2 separate regions of the Ovis aries genome follow, and region 2 is linked to region 1. A link is a contact called in public Hi-C data. All regions are on one chromosome and are shown on one strand. Each heading gives the region's core, a stretch centred on a gene start, on an enhancer-like site or on the middle of the called end of the contact. The rest is flanking DNA. Distances are from core to core; before and after follow the strand shown. Region 1 overlaps GPA33 (glycoprotein A33). Region 2 overlaps CD247 (CD247 molecule).

The links. A called contact is a pair of places that touch in the nucleus more often than the background predicts.
Region 2: a contact with region 1 is called in a Hi-C map of hypothalamus, with 6 times the contacts expected there. The contact joins two enhancer-like sites. A contact is called at or near these places in 11 of 16 Hi-C or Micro-C datasets (blood, hypothalamus, liver and 5 more).

Annotation. Positions count from the first base shown.
Region 1 is chr1:119,188,045-119,194,363 of ARS-UI_Ramb_v3.0, reverse strand. GPA33 (glycoprotein A33) reads left to right here. Exons shown (of 7, transcript XM_012185592.4): 4 at 4,388-4,540. Among named protein-coding and RNA genes, the nearest start is that of GPA33, 31 kb to the left of the region's middle. Within about 2 kb of position 2,218, at least 24 of the 54 cell types and tissues checked have an H3K27ac peak or open chromatin away from gene starts, as enhancers often do. A contact at or near this core is called in hypothalamus, where this site is marked.
Region 2 is chr1:119,641,382-119,647,700 of ARS-UI_Ramb_v3.0, reverse strand. It overlaps CD247 (CD247 molecule), which reads left to right. Exons shown (of 8, transcript NM_001009417.1): 2 at 3,162-3,265; 3 at 4,398-4,454; 4 at 5,037-5,117; 5 at 5,671-5,706. Among named protein-coding and RNA genes, the nearest start is that of CD247, 79 kb to the left of the region's middle. Within about 2 kb of position 2,605, at least 24 of the 54 cell types and tissues checked have an H3K27ac peak or open chromatin away from gene starts, as enhancers often do. A contact at or near this core is called in hypothalamus, where this site is marked.

The DNA of each region.
Region 1 (6,319 bases), core at 969-3,468:
ACCAAATTCACAACCATAACAGCTATCCTTTTTTGAGCTTCTGTTTGCTATGTGCCAGGCATCTCAGTAAGTCCTCTACGGATATGATCTCATTTCATCTTTGCAATACATCTGTGCCAGTGGGTATTAACACTCATATTTGATAGAAGGGAACACTGAGACCCAAGCAGTTAAGTGACCACTAGAGAGTGTCCAAGCTTTGATGGAAACAGGGATTTGATGCTCAAATCCCTTCACTGTTCCCAACCATCAAGCCTTCCAGTTTTGGGTGATTCCCAAACTCTTCATGGCTGACAACTTCTCGGCACACCCTTTCTTTCACTCTGTGGCAGATGTAAGCTGCCAATTATGTTTTATGGTGTCATTGCATTAACTTGTGTCTTGCCCTTCCTGTGCCCATGCTAATGAAAGAAGGTTGGAGAGGCAGAGCAGTGCCAGCCATGGATGTGCCCACTGTCCACAGGACATGCCCATTTGGAAGCGTCACTCACTGAAAACTGAGCTTCTGTAACTGCTCTTCCACACTGAAGGTCTTAACCGAGGTCTGGGACACTGAAGAGCCATAGCCCTCTGAGTACATGGATATTTCTTTCAAGGTTTTCACGGGGAGCTTTGATGGTCTTAGAGCTGTAGGAACACCTCTCCTAATCTCCTGGACGAGGCTGACACCATCACATTTTATTATCTGACGGCATTTTTACAGCTGTGTTTCGGTTGACCCAGACCAGGTGGAGCGCTGTGATGTGTTTTTCTCCTGGCCTCGTGGAATCAAGAGTCTGCCTGTTTGTGAAGAGCTCCTCGTGCCAAAATCTCTAGTGCAGCAGACTGTTAGAAAGAAGCCTGTTTCTGCTCTGCCGGACTGTTATTGTTCTCCCGCTCCAAGGACCTTAGTCCTGACGCAAATAAACATATAGCTGTGTTTGGTGACCCCTTGCCTCTTAAAAATATACGAATTTAAAGAAAGATGAAACAAAAAAAGACAAACATTCACATATATCATTGGGTTTTATTTCTCCATGTTTTCTTCCAGTTCCTATCCACATACTTATTTCTGTACATAACTGAATTTGTAACCTAACCATAGGAACTTTTCTCATTTCATATCATTACATGCTGTCTTAGCACTTGCTGCTCTTTAAGCTTCATGCCACTTCAGCAAGGGAATGCTGAGTCCTCTGTCCCAGAACTGGACGCTGTTTCCAATTTAAGCTATTATAATTAATGTTGCATTAAACCGTTTTGTGTTCACAGCACTTAATTTTATCTGCATTAGCTCCCGAGAGAGATATTACTCAGCCAGGGAAATGAGCATTTTCCTCCAGCTTCTCTTCTGCACTGTCTGCCCTTCCTCACCCCCTTCCCTTATCCTGGTTCACCCCCAGCTGAGTCCCTCACTCTGCTCCACCTGGCCCTTCTCTGGCTGATTCTGGCTCCTCTGGCTTCCGTATTTAACGGCTTTGGTTTTCTTCTGGCAGCAAGCTGGTTTCAGGCAGGGCTGCTGCTGCTAAGTCGCTTCAGTCATGTCTGACTCTGTGCGACCCCATAGATGGCAGCCCACCAGGCTCCCCCGTCCCTGGGATTCTCCAGGCAAGAACACTGGAGTGGGTTGCCATTTCCTTCTCCAATGCAGGAAAGTGAAAAGTGAAAGTGAAATCGCTCAGTCGTATCTGACTCTCAACGACCCCATGGACTGCAGCCTACCAGGCTCCTCCGTCCATAGGATTTTCCAGGCAAGAGTACTGGAGTGGGCTGCCATTGCCAGGCAGGGCAGCAGGGCCCAATTCAAGTGTGAATGAATGACCGGATTTCCCCCCCTCTCTTCTCTTAGGACCAGCTGCTCTTATGAGACGAATTAGTTAAACTCGAAGAGCAAAGACTACAAATTTAATCTGAGATTATGAAACTCGGTGAAAAGACTGTTTTGCTTTAGAAAGATAATTGGTACTATATATTAAGTAAACCCAGGAAAAAAGATTTTTACAAGTTTTATTTCCAAATGGTTTGCTGCTGGGCTGATTTTAGGCAGAACAGCTTTTGAATTAAATGGGGTCGTCCATTCAGGCTGCGTGACCTCACAGTAAACTGAAGCGAGCACGGAGCTTCCGGAAGGAGGGGAACCGTCTTGGTCACCAAGGGGCAGTCACCTGGCCAGGGGACCCGGGACCTGGCGAAGCCGAGCAGGACTGATCGTCTTCCCGGCCTTTGGCGCCCCCTGACGTCTGCAGCGGGAGTCGCAGGCTTTGGAGAGGCCTGGACCCGCTCCCTCCCATCACTCCGCCCTCTATAAATATTCAGGCGAAATCGACAATCTATTTAGGAGCTGGGACGCGCCAACTGAGAATCCAAGATCTACAAGAGTCCTACAACCCCCCTCAGCGGGTGGAACGGCTGTTTGAACTAGATCTGTATGATTCTAGGTCCTAGCTGTTTTTGATGGTGAGGGCTGCGGAGGGGAGCTTCCGGGAGGGGCTGGACGGAGTGGGGGCTGGCGGTGCCTAGGATGAGCTGAGGTGGGAAAGTAGTTTGAGGGCTGTGGCTTAGGGCCTGGGGAAAAGACCCTGACACATTCCTCCATAACGTGGGTCTCCTAGGAAGTGGTTGGTCCCTTGTTTGCCGTTATTTCTACTGGTGCCTTTAGAGTGGATTAGGGATTTGTTTTTAATAATTTTCCCTCAGCAAATGGTGGCGTAAGAAAGCTAGTCACTGGATATGTTCAGCATATGCTGGCTACTAGTCATGCACCCTTAGCATGGTTCTGAGTCAGTGAGAGACTTCGAAGGTGGTGTTGTATTTGTGGCCAGTCTCTTTTGTGGAATAAAAGGTGAGGATCCTGTTAAAGGAGTACCTGGGAGCAAGGGTGAGAGTTTCTATTGGTAGGGAGGGATGTTCCTGGACCTCTGGAGAGCTCAAGACACGAAGCCTGGGTCATGAACAGCTCTGACCAGGAGCCAGTCTCCTCAGAAGTGATGCTCTCTTTCTCTGTCCTGCAGATACCTGCGGGCTGGGCCAGCAGGGAGGGCAGAGAGCTGTTTGTGAGAGTAGCCCATGGGTGGCAGCCTTTTCCTCCCCAGGCTGCTTCAGTCCCCGGGGTCTGGGCATGGATACCTGAGTCCTGTTCTTGAACCTAAGGCCTTTTAGTTTTAGGGACTAACTGACTAGGGTGGCAATGGGAAATGCCTTTGATTTGCCCCATGCTGCTCCATGCCTGACTGCCCCTCACCAAGACAACAGGAAATGAGGGGGCACACCCAGCAACCACCTGCCTTTGTCGGACAGCAAATACCAGAGCAGATGTGAAGCTAGAGGGGAGAGGTGCCTCCTGGATAGCCTCTCCCAGCAGCCCTGGGCCGAGCGGAGACTGGAATTCAGCCTCCACGCCCAGTGAGTGTGCGCCTGTGCAGTCTACACTGTAGAAAGGGCATCATTGTTTACTGGGGCAAGCAAGCCATCCAAGGGGGCATGTAAAGAAAGAAGCAGGATGGACAGGCCTGCCACTGAGGAATTCAGTAACAGTACTTTCCACTTGTGTCCTCTTCCTCCCACCAAAAATGACACTGCCTGGAGTCTTCTTGCCTCAGGGCCTTTGCACAGGCTGCTCCCTCGGGCTGGAGTGCCATCCCTCTCTTTCTCCACCCCTCCCAGCACCTCCACTACTGGCTTCATGACTAAGTCAGTGTCCCTTGTCATGCCTTTCCTGTCTCAGCATTGTTGCGTCCTGCCTGGTCATTTTTTTTTTTTTTTTGCCTCCACTGGATTCCTTAAACACAAAAACTCACACACTCTGTTATCTCCATGCCCAGCAGAGTCAGGTATACAGTATTTTTATAGAACAAACCACTGTACGCAGTGGTGTGATAACTTACAGTGTTGAGTGAACAACCCTAGCTTAAGGTCTTCAGGAATTCTAAGCGATCAGGTTAGGCTGTGCATTGAGGGTGGGTGGCCTGCTGGTTTTCGCAGCCTTCTTTCTGTGGACTTCTTTCATGTGTGTCTGTTCCTTCCTACCCCCTCCATCAGCTCAGCCCTCATTCTCTACCCTGCACATAATCCCGCTGCCGCCAGGGGGCTCTTCCATCACCCAGTCACTTGTGGTAATTCCATTTCATCAGCAAAGCACCGGAAGAGCTCTGCTTAACTGAAGGGAACATTCCTAAGAAGTTAGCATTGAAGGGTTTCAGAGAGAGAGGCTTTCACTGAAACCAAGGGTAGGCAAACTACAGCCAAATCCAGCCTGCAGACTGTTTTCTATGCTGTGCGAGCTAAGAATGGTTTTTACCTTTCTTTGCCTGTGAACAAACAAGGCAGTTCATGTGTGTTGGGGTGAGGGAGTGGCTGTCACCAAACCCCAACTAATTCCTGGCTTCTCTCTGGCTCTTCCCCTGTGTAGTGCCGCCCTCCAAGCCAGACTGCGGCATCCAGGGAGAGACTGTCATTGGGAACGACATCCAGCTGACCTGCCAATCAAAGGAGGGCTCCCCAGCCCCTCAGTACAGCTGGAAGAGCTACAATGTCCTGCACCAAGAGCGTCAAGTAACACCAGGTAAAAAGGTCTGCAAGGAAGGCCAGTCCCCCACATTGAGGTGCCACTGATGTGATTAGCACTGCCAGAGGAGACCCTGGGCTGACCAGTCAGATGCCCCTGAAGGCTGCCTCTCCCCCCTGTATTTTGCACTGGATTACCTTGGACCATCTCTCTAAGCAGCATTTTTCCCATTATAGTGCCCACCTCATAGGTTATTGTGACAAATAATAACATCGTACATGTTACTTGTTTTCTTTATTCCCCATAACTTAATTCTCTCGAGTAAGCATATATCAGTAACCAGTGCTGCACAAGTGCTGGTGGGAGTTTAATTTTGATTATGATTATGTCTTAAAGTATGCATTTGAGTCCTCAAGTCTAACTCTGTGGCTCCACTTAAGGACAGAGAAGTTTCTATTTCCATCCCTTATCTAGGCAGATATATCTCGGATTGCCCTGGTTCCCACCCCAAACTCAACCCTATTATATGGTCCCACCCACTACACAACTGGGTCTGCTATGAGGTTCCCACATTCTCAGGAAGGAAATGGTAGGTTCTGCAGTGGTTGCCAGGAGACTGGTTTTGTACCAGGCAGTTTGGTATTTGACCTTTCGATCAGGAAACAAACTGGAAAGAAAAAAGGAGCTATATAAACATCCCGCTGCCATTACCTTGGAGTCAACCGATGTGGGAAAACCCCAGTGGAATCCCTGGGCCCTATTTCCACCAGCTGCTTAGCCAGCTGCACCCACCACTCCTGAAGATCAAGAAAGACAAGGTCTGGAAAGTCCCATTGGATTAAGTTCTGGGAAGACTTTCTATCCAGTGTGGGTGGAAAGGAAGCGAGTGGTGGAGCAGTGGGTATAGACAACAGGTCTGAGGAGATGAGACGGGAGAGCGGGTCCCACCACGTGAGGGTGCAGACAGGGGCTCCCGCCAAAGAGGACTTAAGCTCTCTATACCATTCATTTGTTTGGGGGGTAAAACAACAACTTCTGAAAAGTTAAAAAAAAAAAAAAGAATTAGTAGAACCCGCTCTATTGAACATAAAATAGAAGATGTGTTATGGATTTCAACAAAATTCTGGATTTGTTTACATATTTCTAGCTGGCAAGTTTTTACTGAGTGTGTCAAAACTGGTTGGCAGCTCTCCTCTGGCTGTATGGCCTCCTGTCTCTGGGCTGTGAACAGCGCAGGGACTCCATAAATGGTCACAGGTCAGCCACAGACGCTAGTTGATCCGGCCTTCCAGCAGAGTGTGTACAGCAGAGGGCTGCATGAGTACAACATGCTCAGTCACTCAGCTGATTCTTTGTGACCCCATGAACTCTAGCCTGCCAGACTCCCCTGTCCATGGAATCTTCTAGGCAAGAATACTGGAGTGGGCTGCCATTTCCTTCTCCAGGGGATCTTCCTGATCCAGGGACCAAACCTGTGTCTCTTACATCTCCTGGATTGGCAGGAAGATTCTTTACCACTGACCCACCTGTCAGTGAAGCTAGCAGAGGGTAACAAGATGGGAAATGCTGCCATAGTTTGTATCCAGTGATGCTAGAACCCAGAGGGGCCAAAGAAGGTTTCTTCAAGGAGGGGGAACTTGAACAGGCAGGAGAGCATGGTGGTTAGGAGCATGCATGGGCTTGAATCCTGGCTTGTTAGCTGTGTGATCTTGGCAAGTTAGTCTCTCTGTGCCTTCATTTGTACATCTGTAAAATGGGCATAAAATTAGTATTTATTTCATAGGGATATAGTGAAGATTTTTTTTGGCTTCTCTTTGCAGCATGTGAGATCTTAGT
Region 2 (6,319 bases), core at 1,356-3,855, 450 kb before region 1:
TCACCTGTGCAGCTGTGAACACCCGGAAGTCAGGCAGATCACTGTCCCTCATCCTATCTGGTTTAACAGTTCTTGACATGATTTGACCCTTTCTCCCTCAAACAAATATATTGGTGGTGATTTGGGGAAAATAAATCATGGTGATAACAATAGCTGATGTATGGAGCACTTATTATTAATACATGCCAGGCATTAATTATTTTATTGAGATAGTTAAGCCTCACTATTACCTAATGAGACAGTTAATATTATTATCCTGCTTTATGGATGAGGAAACTGGGGCTTGGAGAAGTTCAGTGATACACAGTTGAGAAGTACACAGAAATTGCAGTGCATATAGAAGACCGAGGCTTTGCTTTTGTTTTTTGTCTCTTTTTGGCAGTGAGATTTATACCTGTGGTAGGGCACAGATGTATTGCTGAGAAAGGCTGTGCCTGAGGGACACGGCAGCTCTGAAACTTGGCTCTGCAGTGCGCTGGCCCATGCTCACGCCTGGTCCCCACCCCAGACAATTAAATGAGAACCTGGGGTCAGAGTGGACCCCAGGCCGGTTCTAATGTGCGACCAGGATTGAGAATGAGAACACTTAATCGGTATCTGGGTACTTGTGCAAATTCTGGGGTTCTCTTGGGTGCTGTGGATCTGGGGCAGAGGATGGGAAGCATGAAATAAAACAGGTTCTCCTGTTGTTTAGGAAAACAGCCACCATATAACCCCATTAAATACCTCTCTTAGGGACTGAATGTGGTGGGGACAGAAACGAGATGCTCAGGGAAGGAGGAAAACGGGTCTCTCCTTTGGGGATGGGGAGGCAGGGAAGGAGCCAGAACCTAGGCGTGTCCATGGCTCCTGAATTTGAGTTGTCATCTTGGAAAGCTGCCTGCTGTTCAAGGGAAGCCCCTCCAACCTGGGTGTGGCCTCAAGAGCTAAGACGTAAGCCCTGAAAGAGCAGGGACTCAAATGCTAGACATGTTATCCTTATGGAGGAAATTTACAAAAACACCTACCAGTACATTCTCTCATTTGGGTCTCACCACACCCTTAAGGTAGACAGGATGACCCACTATTTTACAGATGGAGAAACTGAGGCCCCGAGAGGGGAGGTGACTTGCCCAAAACCACATAGCTACTTAGTGGCAGACGAAGGACTATTGATAGAACCCACCTGATACCCAATCCAGGGTTCTTTCTATTTCAATATCCTCTGACATCAAGCAGATGCCCAATAAATATTTAATTAACCACACAACTGAATTAGGCCCTGGGTCCCTTCAAGGAACTTTCTGGATTATCACTGCCTTCCTCAGTCCCATTCTGCTAGCCTGGTCACAGTTGGACTCGGCAGAGGGAAGTTTCCTACCCTGGGGTATGTGTGGTGATTAATATCCTTTTTTTGACCAAACCACACATAGCACATTTGTCTTTGGTCATGAAATCATGCTGCTGTTCAAAAAGAAAGAAAAAAAAGAAATGTGTTCCTATTACTTATTTCTGGGGAGGGGCCAAATCCTCTCCACCACTGCACTGGCTCTGCACAACACCAAGAAATATTTCTCCTTATTTGTTCTAAATTTACTGTCCAGTAATTTTTCTGTTCTCATTTTATGTGACAGGCAACTAAGCGATTTTCTCCCAACCCTTTTTCTGAATCTCAACCACCCAAATAAATCTCCGCTGACACCCCTCCAGTCCTAAAAGGAAAAACAAATTACCCCAGCTAGGGTGGAGTGGCCACCAGACATGGCCTTTGCTGGGGGCTGGCTTGTCTCCTTATAGGCCTTCAGTGTGTGTGGTGTGTGTGTGTGTGATCAGTCGTGTCTGAATCTCTGCGACCCCATGGACTGTAGCTGGCCAGGTTCCTCTGTCCATGGGATTTTCCAGGCAAGAATACTGGAGTGGCCTTCAGATCCCCTACTTCAGACTTTACTCAGACAGACAAAACGGTTTCTGAGCAAGGACTAGGAACGTTTACAAAGAAATCAGTGCCTGGGTGGGGGTGGAGCGTCCTGAGTTAGGGAAGGAGTCAAAGGGTTGAGAACAGAAGGATTCAAGAGGGCTGGGGTTGGGGACTAGGGTGCAGCCTTGACTCACCTGCTCCCACAGCTTGTGGCAGAGGCCAAAACGTTGCTCCTGCAAGAGGGAGGGCAGGGCTGGGCCCAGGAGGTCGGGGACGAGGGGAGGAGGGGAGATACGCCACCTGGGCTCTCCTGACCTGCCTCTTACTCGCTGAGGGCTCCTGGCTAAATCCAAGTTCTCCCTGCCTGTGTCCATGTGGCGCTGTTGGGAGAAACTGACAAGTTATTACATCATCAAGTTATTACTTGTCTAGCACGAAGTAAACACTAAAGAAATGTTATAGTTTTCACCCTGGTCAACAGAAGAGGCAGCTGAACTAGGGTAAATAACTTGCCCCAAGTCACAGAATTAATAAGGAAGAGGCCTTCAAGCGCACATCTTGTCCACTGCCTTAGTCTCGAGGTAGTCCTTCAGGCGGCCATTAGAGGGCGCCCTCGGCCAGGGAGAGGTTGCGGCCGCGGGACTGTGGCTTCCGTGATACCAGGCAGGGGTGGAGTTAGACGCCTACTACACCCCATTTTACACTTGAGTTGCTGCACACATACCTGGCAGGAAGAACAGTCTAGGCTAAATCCGTGTCTCCTCTCTCACAGTGCAGTGAGCTTTCAAAAAATGCTTTTCTTGTTTAACCGGAATGTTTACTGTACCTCCTTCCCCAACCCCACTGTACTTTAGTTTGCGTAGTGCATACTGTGAGGGGCCCCTTGGCAATTTGGGGTGGCTTCCAGATGACGCGCTTCACACGGGGCTCGCACCTATCTGGGCTCCCGGGCTGGGAGGCAGCAGCCCAAGGTGTTCCCCTGCACAATGCGCACAGTGGGCAATCTCACCTCCCCCACTTAGTTTTTGCCTCCTTCCTGTCTTCCAGGCTTTGTGGCCCTGCCAGGTGTCAGGTCCACTGCTGGGGCAGGCTAGGTTTCCCCAGAGGCCGGTCCAAGGTGGGAGAGAGGTTGTGGTCAAATGGGGTATGGAGAATGCAGCCAGCCTTCATCATGATTTCCTTGACCTGTCACGGTACCTGCCCCGTGCAGGCAGACATGTTCCTTCACCTGGACCTGGCTAATCAATCTCATCTCTCGACACAGCGGCACAGAGCTTCGGCCTGCTCGATCCTAAACTCTGCTACCTGCTGGATGGGATCCTCTTCATCTACGGCGTTATTGTCACTGCCCTGTTTCTGAGAGCAAAGGTTGGTGCCACTGGCCTCTGCGGGGAGGGCATGGGCTCCCCAACTCAGTGGATGTTTAGAGGGCCTTGGTCTTGGAAAGTCTCAAGCATGAGTGGTTGGTATCCATGGGCAAAACAGAGACCAAGTGTGCACACTGGGTGGGCTGGAGAGGTGGGGGGTGATGTTTTGCTTAGCCACACAAGAGTGGGAGGATGAGTGTTCAATTGATTGTACACTGGTGCTGGAGTCTTAGTGAAGAGTCATACAGATGTGTGAACCTTTAGGCGTCTCAAGGCAGAGGTTCTGCTAGGAAAAGGGGTTATGCTTCAGTGAAGAGCAGAGAGGTGGAGGCCTGCAGTCTCTTTCCAGACCCTGCTGTCCAACTGCAAACCCAGGCTTGGCCAGCCTTTTCTCCTCAAACCCGTTTTTCATCTGTACGTGGGAAGATTAACCCAGAGCATTGGTTTTCACCTAGGGCCCTGCAGGCCCTGCAGTATTTGGAGGGGCTGGGGCTGGGGCTGGGGTGGCCATAGGACTTTTGTGCCTTAACCTTTTTTTTTTTTTTTTTTTTTTTGATTTTGGACTTTAGCAAAACATTTTATTATAAGAAACAATGTCTTGCTTTCTTAAGTTTGAGGAACGCTGCCCTAGATCATCTGCCAGGTGTTTCCCAGTGTTCTGAATCTGCAAGACCTGCAGTTTCAGCTGAGGGGCATGAACTGAAAACAGAGCGAGGCCATGTGCCTGGGCCAGGTCCTCAGGACACAGTGCCACACGGACACAGTGCACCCGGGTGCAGGGGTCACGATGGAGGTGGGATCTCTCAACTAGTCCTCCGAATCCCTGGGAGGAAGCGGCCAGGAGAAAAGCCGGGAACGCAGTGGGTGCGGCCCGCGAGGCCGGCGCTTCTGCGCATGCGCGAGGGCACGGGCCCGGGAGCGGAAACCAGGGCGGTTGCTGGGGCACCTGCGGTGACTGAGCTTGACCCCTGCGAGGGGGAAGGACAGTTGGGCTCAGAAATGAAGCTTTCACGCCACGGGGGCCCGCAGGGGCCCAGCCCCAGCAGACAGGGAGCACGCCGTTTGCAGTGGAGAAGCGGAGCGAGGCTGCCCGCGCAAAAAGTAAAGCGCTTTCTCTCCTCTTCCCCATCCAGTTCAGCAGGAGTGCCGACGCCCCCGCCTACCAGCATGGCCAGAACCCGGTCTACAACGTAAGTCCGCCTCTCCCGGAGAGCCTAGCCTAGAAGGTGCTCGCCTCTCCTGGGACGTGGGGGAAACAGCCGCCAGGGGCTCGGCTGTGGGTCTGGTCCGCGGCTGTGAGCCCTGCGGGCTAAAAACCTCTCTGGGACCCAGTTTCCTAACTCGTAAAACGGGGATAGTCACCACGCCTGCTTCGTGGAGGTGCTGGGAGGATGCCGCTCCCTGGCGGTGTGCTGCGCGGCAAGCGCCCACTCGGTGCAGTGCCTGCTCCAAGCGAGCCCCGGCCCGGCAGCGGTTTCACGGACCAGCGGGATGGGGGTGGAGAAGGAAAGAGTACTTCCCTGCGGTGGAGAAGCGATTTCACTCCCTCCGTGCAATGGGACTTTGATCGAATAGATCATGCCCACCCCTACCACCCCCCCCCCCACCCCCGCCCAAGTAATATGTTCTCTGAGAGGCTTTCTGAGATGATCCCTGCTCCTTTGTGAAGATCTGTGTGATCCCTGCTCCACTCGTAAAGAACTCCCTGGCCTACTGGCCCCATCCTCCTGAGCTTTCCTTTCTCATCTCTGACTCATTTCTGCCTCTTCTAGGAGCTGAATGTCGGCCGAAGAGAGGAGTATGCAGTCCTGGATCGGAGAGGGGGCTTCGACCCTGAGATGGGGGGGAAACCGGTAGGGCCTTTTTGTGTTTGCATGTATGTGTGTGAGAGTGAGTGTGAGTGTGTGTGCGGGCTCAGCCAGGCAGTTGGAAGAGAGCTCCTTGGGGCCAGCGCGCTCTTCACCATGCTGGACCTTGAGGTGTGAGAGAGGCCTCGCTAGGCGGACCGCTGGCCATCACCCCGTCCTCCGCCGCCGCCCGGGGCTCCTTCCTGGGTCACCCGGGCCTTCACAGCATGAATGCGGCAACGCTAATACCAGACTCTCAGCAGCTCTGCCTTTTCAGCTGTTGATGCCACACCCTGTGGGAAAGGGCGCAGCTGGAGGAGGCCCGAGGTGGGGTCTTAAGAGCAGAGCTCAGCTTGGGTGTGAGAGCACGTCTGTATGCCTCAGGCAGCAGGAGGCCATGAAGGCCCCCGGCGGCTAAGCTGGCTGCAGGGGCGCAGGGAGGACGCGGGCTGAGGGGGAGCCCACAGCTGGGCGGAAGGGGCAGCGGGAGGGTGCCTCAGCTCTCCTGGCCTGGATTCCTGTTTCTCCCTTGCTAACTTCTTCCCCTTCTCTCTCCCAGCAGAGGAAGAAGAACCCCCACGAAGTCGTGTATAATGTGAGTAGAGGAGGTGGCATATTTTTCCTTGGAAATTTGGGGGGTAGGGCTGGAGAAGGGCTCTGGACAAAGGTTTTGGCTCCTCGCCCTGCAGTCTTTGCCTGACTTGACTCTCACTTCCCGGGCGGAATTCCGCCTCACCTGCTTGCTGCCTGCAGTGGCTGGTTGTAGGAAGGCCCCTCGGCCTGCCGCTGGAGTTCTCAGATCAGCCTGGTTGGGACCTAGCAGGGACAGGGAGGTCGAGCTGGGCAAGCCCCTGGGAGGGACTCCTGTTCCTAGGAGCCAGAGTAGTCCCTGAGTTTCGCCTCTTGATGAAAACCTCCCCATCCTGGGTGTTGATCAGTGTGTGGGGGACTACTGCAGGGGGTAACCTGCTGTAAAGAGAGCTACTTCTTCCTATGGCGTTGGCTATGTAGAGAGACAACTTGCTTAAATAAATAATCTTGGGCCTTCGAGTGAGCTCTTGCATTGTCCAACATGTGCAACCTTTGGCTAGGACTCCACATCTTATCTCAGGTTCTAAGCTGAGCTTCTCAGCTCAATGCAAAGGGCTGGCAGCTCAGAGGTTTCCAAAGGGCTGAGGAAGATGGTGGGCTTGGAGCTGATTGTTGGA